Regions from separate parts of the Mus musculus genome. Here region 1 is linked to region 2. The links are chromatin contacts, called in public Hi-C maps. All regions are on one chromosome and are shown on one strand. The core of a region is the stretch at or near the end of the contact, and the rest is flanking DNA. Distances in the headings are between cores, read along the strand shown. Region 1 has its middle 160 kb from the start of Arhgap20. Region 2 has its middle 110 kb from the start of 1810046K07Rik.

What was found. A called contact is a pair of places that touch in the nucleus more often than the background predicts.
Region 1: a contact with region 2 is called in a Hi-C map of cortical neurons, with 1.4 times the contacts expected there. The contact joins two enhancer-like sites. A contact is called at or near these places in 2 of 484 Hi-C or Micro-C datasets (cerebral cortex and cortical neurons) and 1 of 115 datasets of contacts at active chromatin or transcription factors (neural progenitor cells).

What each region holds. Positions count from the first base shown.
Region 1 is chr9:51,606,246-51,610,044 of GRCm38.p6, forward strand. No RefSeq gene overlaps it. Among named protein-coding and RNA genes, the nearest start is that of Arhgap20, 160 kb to the right of the region's middle. Within about 2 kb of position 2,091, at least 8 of the 459 cell types and tissues checked have an H3K27ac peak or open chromatin away from gene starts, as enhancers often do. A contact at or near this core is called in cortical neurons, where this site is marked.
Region 2 is chr9:51,440,923-51,444,255 of GRCm38.p6, forward strand. No RefSeq gene overlaps it. Among named protein-coding and RNA genes, the nearest start is that of 1810046K07Rik, 110 kb to the left of the region's middle. Within about 2 kb of position 1,264, at least 25 of the 459 cell types and tissues checked have an H3K27ac peak or open chromatin away from gene starts, as enhancers often do. A contact at or near this core is called in cortical neurons, where this site is marked.

The DNA.
Region 1 (3,799 bases), core at 841-3,340, 170 kb after region 2:
AATCCTAGCACTTGGGAGGCAGAGGCAGGCGAATTTCTGAGTTTCGAGGCCAGCCTGGTCTACAGAGTGAGTTCCAGGACAGCCAGGGCTACACAGAGAAACCCTGTCTCAAAAAAAACCAAAAAATAAAATAAAATAAATAAAGGAATCATATTATTTTATGTGTACCTAAAATTTTACTCATAATTCATATAAATAATACATTATATACATGTACACACACACACACATATATATACCTATTATATATTCATAGCTATATCCACTAGATTTACATGCATACACACATACATATATGTACATATTATATATTATATGCATATATACCTATGTATATGTATATACATTACATATATAATATAATAAATATCACAGTAAATAATATAGTACATTATTATATATTATATAATATATGTATATATATTATATACATACATATATATATATATATATACATGAATTATAGGAAGTTAAAAGTTAAGTCAGTTGTGTTGACATTGTTCTTCACAAAAACCATAGACTAACAAATTCCCCCAGTATCAGAGTACTTGACACAAGAAAAGAAGAAATCTCCTTTTGTATAGTTGCTCTGTGTAGTCCAAATGATTCTCCAAACAATTTAGATTATTGGTGTAGCCCTTGGTTGCCCTTCAGGGCTTGAGAATTGGCCACTACTGTTAAAGATACACTTAGGACACAAGGCTCTTTTGATTCCTGGACTAGATCTGAAAACCTCTTTCCTTTGCACTAATTTCCATGGTTCCATAAAATGCTATGCAAGCAGCCAAGGAGGGAAGCAATTAAAGAGCCCTACTCAGCTGCAACACCTATGAACCACTGCATTTCCAAGCATGGCAGGACATGCATAAACATGCAATAAGTGCCTCTCACATGTCAGCAGCAACCAACCACTGTCTAGTTGGACTTACAGTCCCCTCAACAGTAGGAAAATCATGTCTGGTCCTGAAAAATTAACCACCTTTCCAGGACTAGTGATTTCATGGTTCCTAGAAAAGAATCTACTACTACCACTTTGCCAGAGCAGGATAATTTCTTACTACATTCTAAACTGTATCTTTACATTTACAGATAAGTGTAGCTACCACCCCTCATCAAATAAGCTTTTCTTTTTAGCACATGGAAAACCACAACTGGACATAGTACAGAGATCAACAGATAACAGACCCAGTGGATATGTCTACATCACAGCTCCTGCATCTGTGGATCAGACAACATCAAAGACAATTGTTAAGAGCCAGGATACCAGGAAGTCTGCTGTGAGACAGTCATTTTCAGAAGCTACACAAGCAAGACAGAACAGTGGCCATCAACTGACTTTTACATAGAAGTATAAAACAACAAGAAAAATACCATAGCATCCCTCTCCTAGACTGAGAACTAAAGGCAATCAATGCTTAGTGGAAGAAGAATTAGCCTTTTCCAGGGATGAGCCCTCTTACTGATTGTCCATAACAGAGTAGTCAGCCTTTAAACCATACACACGCCATCAACAAAAACAGACTCAGAAAACTGCACATATGTATTTATTTATATACATACTAATACACACACATGTAACAACAAAGAAGAGAAAGAAGCAATTAACTTGGTCGGTGCAAATGAGAAGAGTTCTAATGAGGTTATCAGGGAGGGGCTGAAGGTAGGAAAGAGAGAAGGAGAAAGTGAAATAATTTTATTTCAATTAAAAACAATTTTAAATGAGTATTAGAACTCCAGGACGGTGTTTATTTTCTATAGTTACTAGCCTGGAAGATGAACTTGCTTTGTGTTCGATCGTATTGATTATAAAATCATCATGAGATTCCCTAGTGTCAAGACACAACGTGGCGTTTTTAAAAGTCATTTTGAGTAGACGAAGGATTTAATCATGTGGGCAGCAGGATAAATATAGCAGAGAAAAATCAATGAAAAACAAACTTCTAACAAGCACCTTATATATAATGCCACCTGAAGTGAGCACCTATTTGTGTCATATGCTATCCTTGTTAGTACTGATCTCTGATGTACCCTAAGTGCCAAGATGCTCTGATACTCAGACAGGCATGGTTTCCAAGGAGATGTTACAGCAATCTCTGTCAGTGTCTCCCAGAAGCCAGGTACTTAGCAATGCTGAGTCACCCTATCTCTAAGCTGGGCTGATTCTTAAGCTAAAAAAAGGCTTGGTATAGAAAACTGAATTTATAAAATATTGGGATCTATGTCTGAGTCATCTCGGACTAGAAGCCTTTCAAAACATAAGGTGAGTCTTGTATGTCAATAGCCAGGTCTCTCTGTACCACCAGGGACCTTCCCAGCTACTGGGTGTTAGGAACAAAGAGAATGTTCCCAACTACAGGTGTTTTTGTGTCTTCAGTTTGCCTCAACCTTCTTGTGCTTTGATTCTGATATGAAGCCCCTTCTAAACAGATTTTGTTTAAGCTCCACCTGAGAGCAGCTTGGTCCCTCTCCTCCTTGCAGCCTGCCGGGGAGAACGCTTTTGGAAGTGTCTGGAGGCATGGTATAGGAGTTGGTTGGCAACTGGCACCTCTTTTTCCTTCCATGGCAATTGCTAGTTTTTCAGAAGGTCATATGGGAGAGAGGATGATGTGTCCAATTCAACACTGTTCTCCTTTTTTCTCTGCCTCCTTGTTTTTCTCCTGCCACTTGGAACTACTCTGTGACTCAACAAAAACCTCTTCCAGGCTGCTTTGGGGACACTACAGGCTGAGTCAACTCCCCTGGATTGTTACCTAAAATAAGCCTACCCATCTTGCTTCGATTTCTTAGTAGGGATCTAAGACAGATTTCAAGTACGATTAGGATCATTCCATTTTCTTGCAGATAATCAAACACTTGAATTTATACCCAGAAAACAGTACTTTTCCATAGATGGCAATTTATTTTTTGAGTTTGGCTGTTTCCTTAAACACATGAAGTTGGATCTTTGTGTTTAATAAACTCAACACAGTCCTTCTCTACAATCTGTAGCACCCTGGTAGACACATCAGACAGATGAATTCTCCCACTGCGTTAGTCACTTTTTGTCACAGTGGCAAATGCTTGAAAACTACCAATTGGAAACAAAAGGAGGATTCTTTTGGCTTGTGATTTCAGGTTTCAGTTGTGACACCATCAGGTTGAGCACTGAAGCAGAGATAGTATGACGAAGAGCTACTCACCTCTGAGCACAGAAAGGTAGAGAGTGAGAGGAATGGAAAGAGGTTAAGTCTAGGGACAAGTTCTGTCCTTTCAAAGGCATGCCTTAAGGACCTATACACTCCAGTCAGCCACCATCTCCTACTCATCCATGTAATTATCTGCTGGTGAGTTACTGCACAGGTGGACGTGTGTGGAGCCTGCATGATGCAGTCACCTCTGACTTCTGCTGTAGGACCAAGCTTTCCACACATGAGCCTCTGGGGATTTTTCACCTCTAACCCACAATACTTGTTAATCACATCAATATTGCACCAAAGAGAGAGTCCCAGGATATTCTAGGCATGCAGGTTATAACACTGCCCAGAAGAGCCTCCTTGAGTATTCAACCATTTCCTAATTCAATAAAAATGTCTTAAAAGGATGGCAAAGCTTAATCTTACTCTCACTTACTAGAAAATTTATATTATTGACTCATATAGAACTCAAAATCTCTAATTTAGTTCCATTTCTTGTCAAAAACTGTTCTCTAATTACTTTCTCCCAAGTCTGCAGCAAGTCCTCTGCTGCCAAAACCCTTGTGCACCTATGTGGGTTTATGTATGCATGTGTGCATGTACATGTGTATATGTATGTATTTATA
Region 2 (3,333 bases), core at 14-2,513:
GTGGCCTTGTTGGAGTAGGTGTTTCACTGTGGGTGTGGGCTATAAGACCCTCATCCTAACTGCCTGGAAGTAAGTCTTCCACTATCAGCCTTCAAATGAAGATGTAGAACTCTCAGCTCTGCCTGTACCATGCCTGCCTGGATGCTGCATGCTCCCACCTTGATAATGGACTGAGCCTCTGAACCTGTAAGCCAGCCCCAATTAACTGTTGTCTTTTATAAAAGTTGCTTTGGTCTTGGTGTCTCTTCACAGAAGTAAAACCCTAACTAAGGCAGGAGGAAAACACACATGTATTTAACAACAGATTATATTTTAACAATATAAAATGTCAAAAATGACATCTAAAAGTAATTAATATGCTAACACAGTAAAAAATAACAGATGATGTCAATAATTTTGAAAGTACCTTAACTTAGATTATAATTGACAAAAATCATGTAAAACCATTCTCTAAAGGATCATTCAGCCAAAATTTAGTAAAATGTTAAAAATATAATAGAAAAAAATTGGTATATGCATGTGTGTGATAAAATATTGCTCAAGTATGGAAATCTGTAATGTAAAGAGATTCACTGCAAAACTGACACAAAATTGTGTTCTTACCTTTAGTAGCAGTATTTATCAGAACGAAGTGCCTGCTAATATCTAGATGTGCACTGTCACAATTCTGTTCCATGTCTGTAAATAGAATAGCACCAAATTCATCACTGAACGTTATGTTGTGAAATTGCATTTTTATTTTATTGCCTTGTACTTCTCTATGTTTTCCATTTGTGCATTAAAAAAAAAACCCAGTAATGGAAAGGCTGTGAGTCCTTACTTTCACTGTTACTGTCAGATCAGGCTGACTGGAGGCTCTCAATGAGCCAGGCTAGCTGAGAGAGCAACACAAATCCTCTTCCAGTCCATCACTAGTTAATGAGGTGTAGGAATGGTGGGTAGTTAAAAACAAACAAGGGAACTGAGACTGCATAGAAGATAGTAAGGGTCACATGAGGAGAGTGCTTTAAAGAAGACAGCCTGGCTTCCCACTGAGATTCTGCAAACTGCTGTATGTTTGAGTTCCCCCACGAGAGCCCTGCTGCTTAGCAACTACCACATAAAGTCATCTTTCTCGTCTTAAAAAAAAAAAGAAAAAAGAAAAAAGGAAAAAAAATTCCAGGCTATGCATGACTTAAATGAAGATGTTCTAGTTCACTGGAGCCTGGGGAGCAATCTACTTGTAGCTGTCTTTGGCATTTGTGCCAGGCACATCAGCAAGTGGAATGAAGATGCTGTGTACGCCCCGTGTCTTCATCTCCAGCATGTGGCAGAGTGCAATGAACGGAACAGCTGTTCTCCCCAGGACTCATTTCTGCTCTCTTGCAGAAGCAAGTGCTCTTCACAGAGAAAATGCCATGCAGAACAGTTTTGGACTCAGTGACTCTGGCCAATTTTTCATTGTGACAGCTAAGAGTAGAATAAGTGTGTGTGTGTGTGTGTGTGTGTGTGTGTGTGTGTGTGAGTGGAAAGGCAACAGAGTAGCATTTGGGCTTATTACAAGGCATCCCCACCCCACCCCAGGATTATTTTTCTGTTTGTCTCCAGAGTGAATCATTGTAGCAACTTTTTCAAAGCAAGCTCTAAATAATGCCTTCCTTTTATTATCGGTCTAGTCCCAATGAGTAGATATATCCAATAGAAATAAGGAAGACACCAGAGCCTTCCCATCCTTCACATCTACTCTCTGTGTGCATATCCACCCATGCTGTGGTTTTTCTTTTCCATTTTTATTTGTGTGTGGTGTGCATGAACATGTATTTGTATGTGTGAGGGCACATTATATGTATGTACACATGCAAGTATGTATGCATGCACATGCAGATGTTTGAGATTGATGTCCGGCACTAGTCTTAATTGCTCTTGTACCTTAGTCATTGAGGGGTGGTCTTTCCTTTTGCTAAACTGTTTTCCTCTTTGAGTTCTCATCCATTTATATAGTAGATTTTAATTATTTTGCCCCCATCCTTTTCTCTCATCTCTACTTGTCTCAATAAGCCCCCTTCATGTTTGCATGTCTTTGTTTAATATGTGGTCCCCTGACTTAATTAGTTTTTCTCACCTGAGCACATATGAAAGGTTATTCGCCAGGTCAGGGCAACTTGCTAGTAGCTACATCACTAGAGAAAGTAACTCTTTGAATCAGACCCATAGCTCATTCATAGATAGGGTTAGTCTCCCTAGCCAGCCCCTTTGGAGGTCTCCCTGCTTCTGCCTTCTAAAGCTGGAATTACAGGAAAAGCTGCCTTTCCTACCTGGTATTTATGTCACAGTGATTGTGCCTGATGTTTCTTTTGGAAGGGGACATGTTTCCAAGGTAGTTTCATAGGACTTTAAAGGGTAGTTCACTGTAATTGGGAATCAGTTCCCCTACTTGGAAAATGTGCAGACATACAAGAAACCCACGGAGAATTACCTCCCAATTGCCACTCATTTTAGCTGGACTTGGATATTAGTGTTTAAAAGTGATCTGAGGGCTGGGGAGGTGGCTCACTGGGAAAAGTGAAAGCATAAAGACTTGAGTTTCAGTCCTCAACTTCCACATAAGTGCCAGAAGTATATGCCTATTAGCCCCAGTACTTGGGGATGGAAGGGGATAGAGACAGGTCAAGACTAGGAGTTCACTGGCCAGATGCCCTGTCTCAATGCCAAGCTCCAGGTTGTGTGAGATATCTTATCTCAATGAATAAATGAATGAATGAATAAATAAAGTGATTGCTATAAAAGAAGGTACCCGAAATCAGCCTCTGGTCTCTGCATTTATAGGTGAATATATCTACATACATATACACATACATGTACACACATGCACACCACACATACACAGACACACACACACACACACACACACTGGTCACAATGACATTACTGAACATCATTTATTTCAAAATGACTATGAGGGCTGGCATGTGGCAGAATGCTTACCTAGTGTGAATGAGATCAGTCGCCACCACCACAAAAACCTAAAACCCAAACCAATTGATAGTTGAAGTGTTTCTTTAAAGAACCCTTTAAAATGTCCAAATTCTTGCATATTTTTCTATATTTCTTAATTTTTGTTTTATTTTGTCTGTTGCTTTAGGCTTGTATAGTAACTTCAATATAAGTAGATTTCAGTTAGGAAAGGGAAAAAGAGGTACCCAGGGTTCTCCATCAGCACTAGTGAAGAACTGGGATAGCCAGGCCTCTAGCCTGGCATCGGTCACCTTTCTTCAGTTGTTTCCACATGGGCTCAGTGCTCTCGCTGGACATAGTGGCAGTCTCTGCTTCACTGCTCAGGTCTTGTTTTCCTCC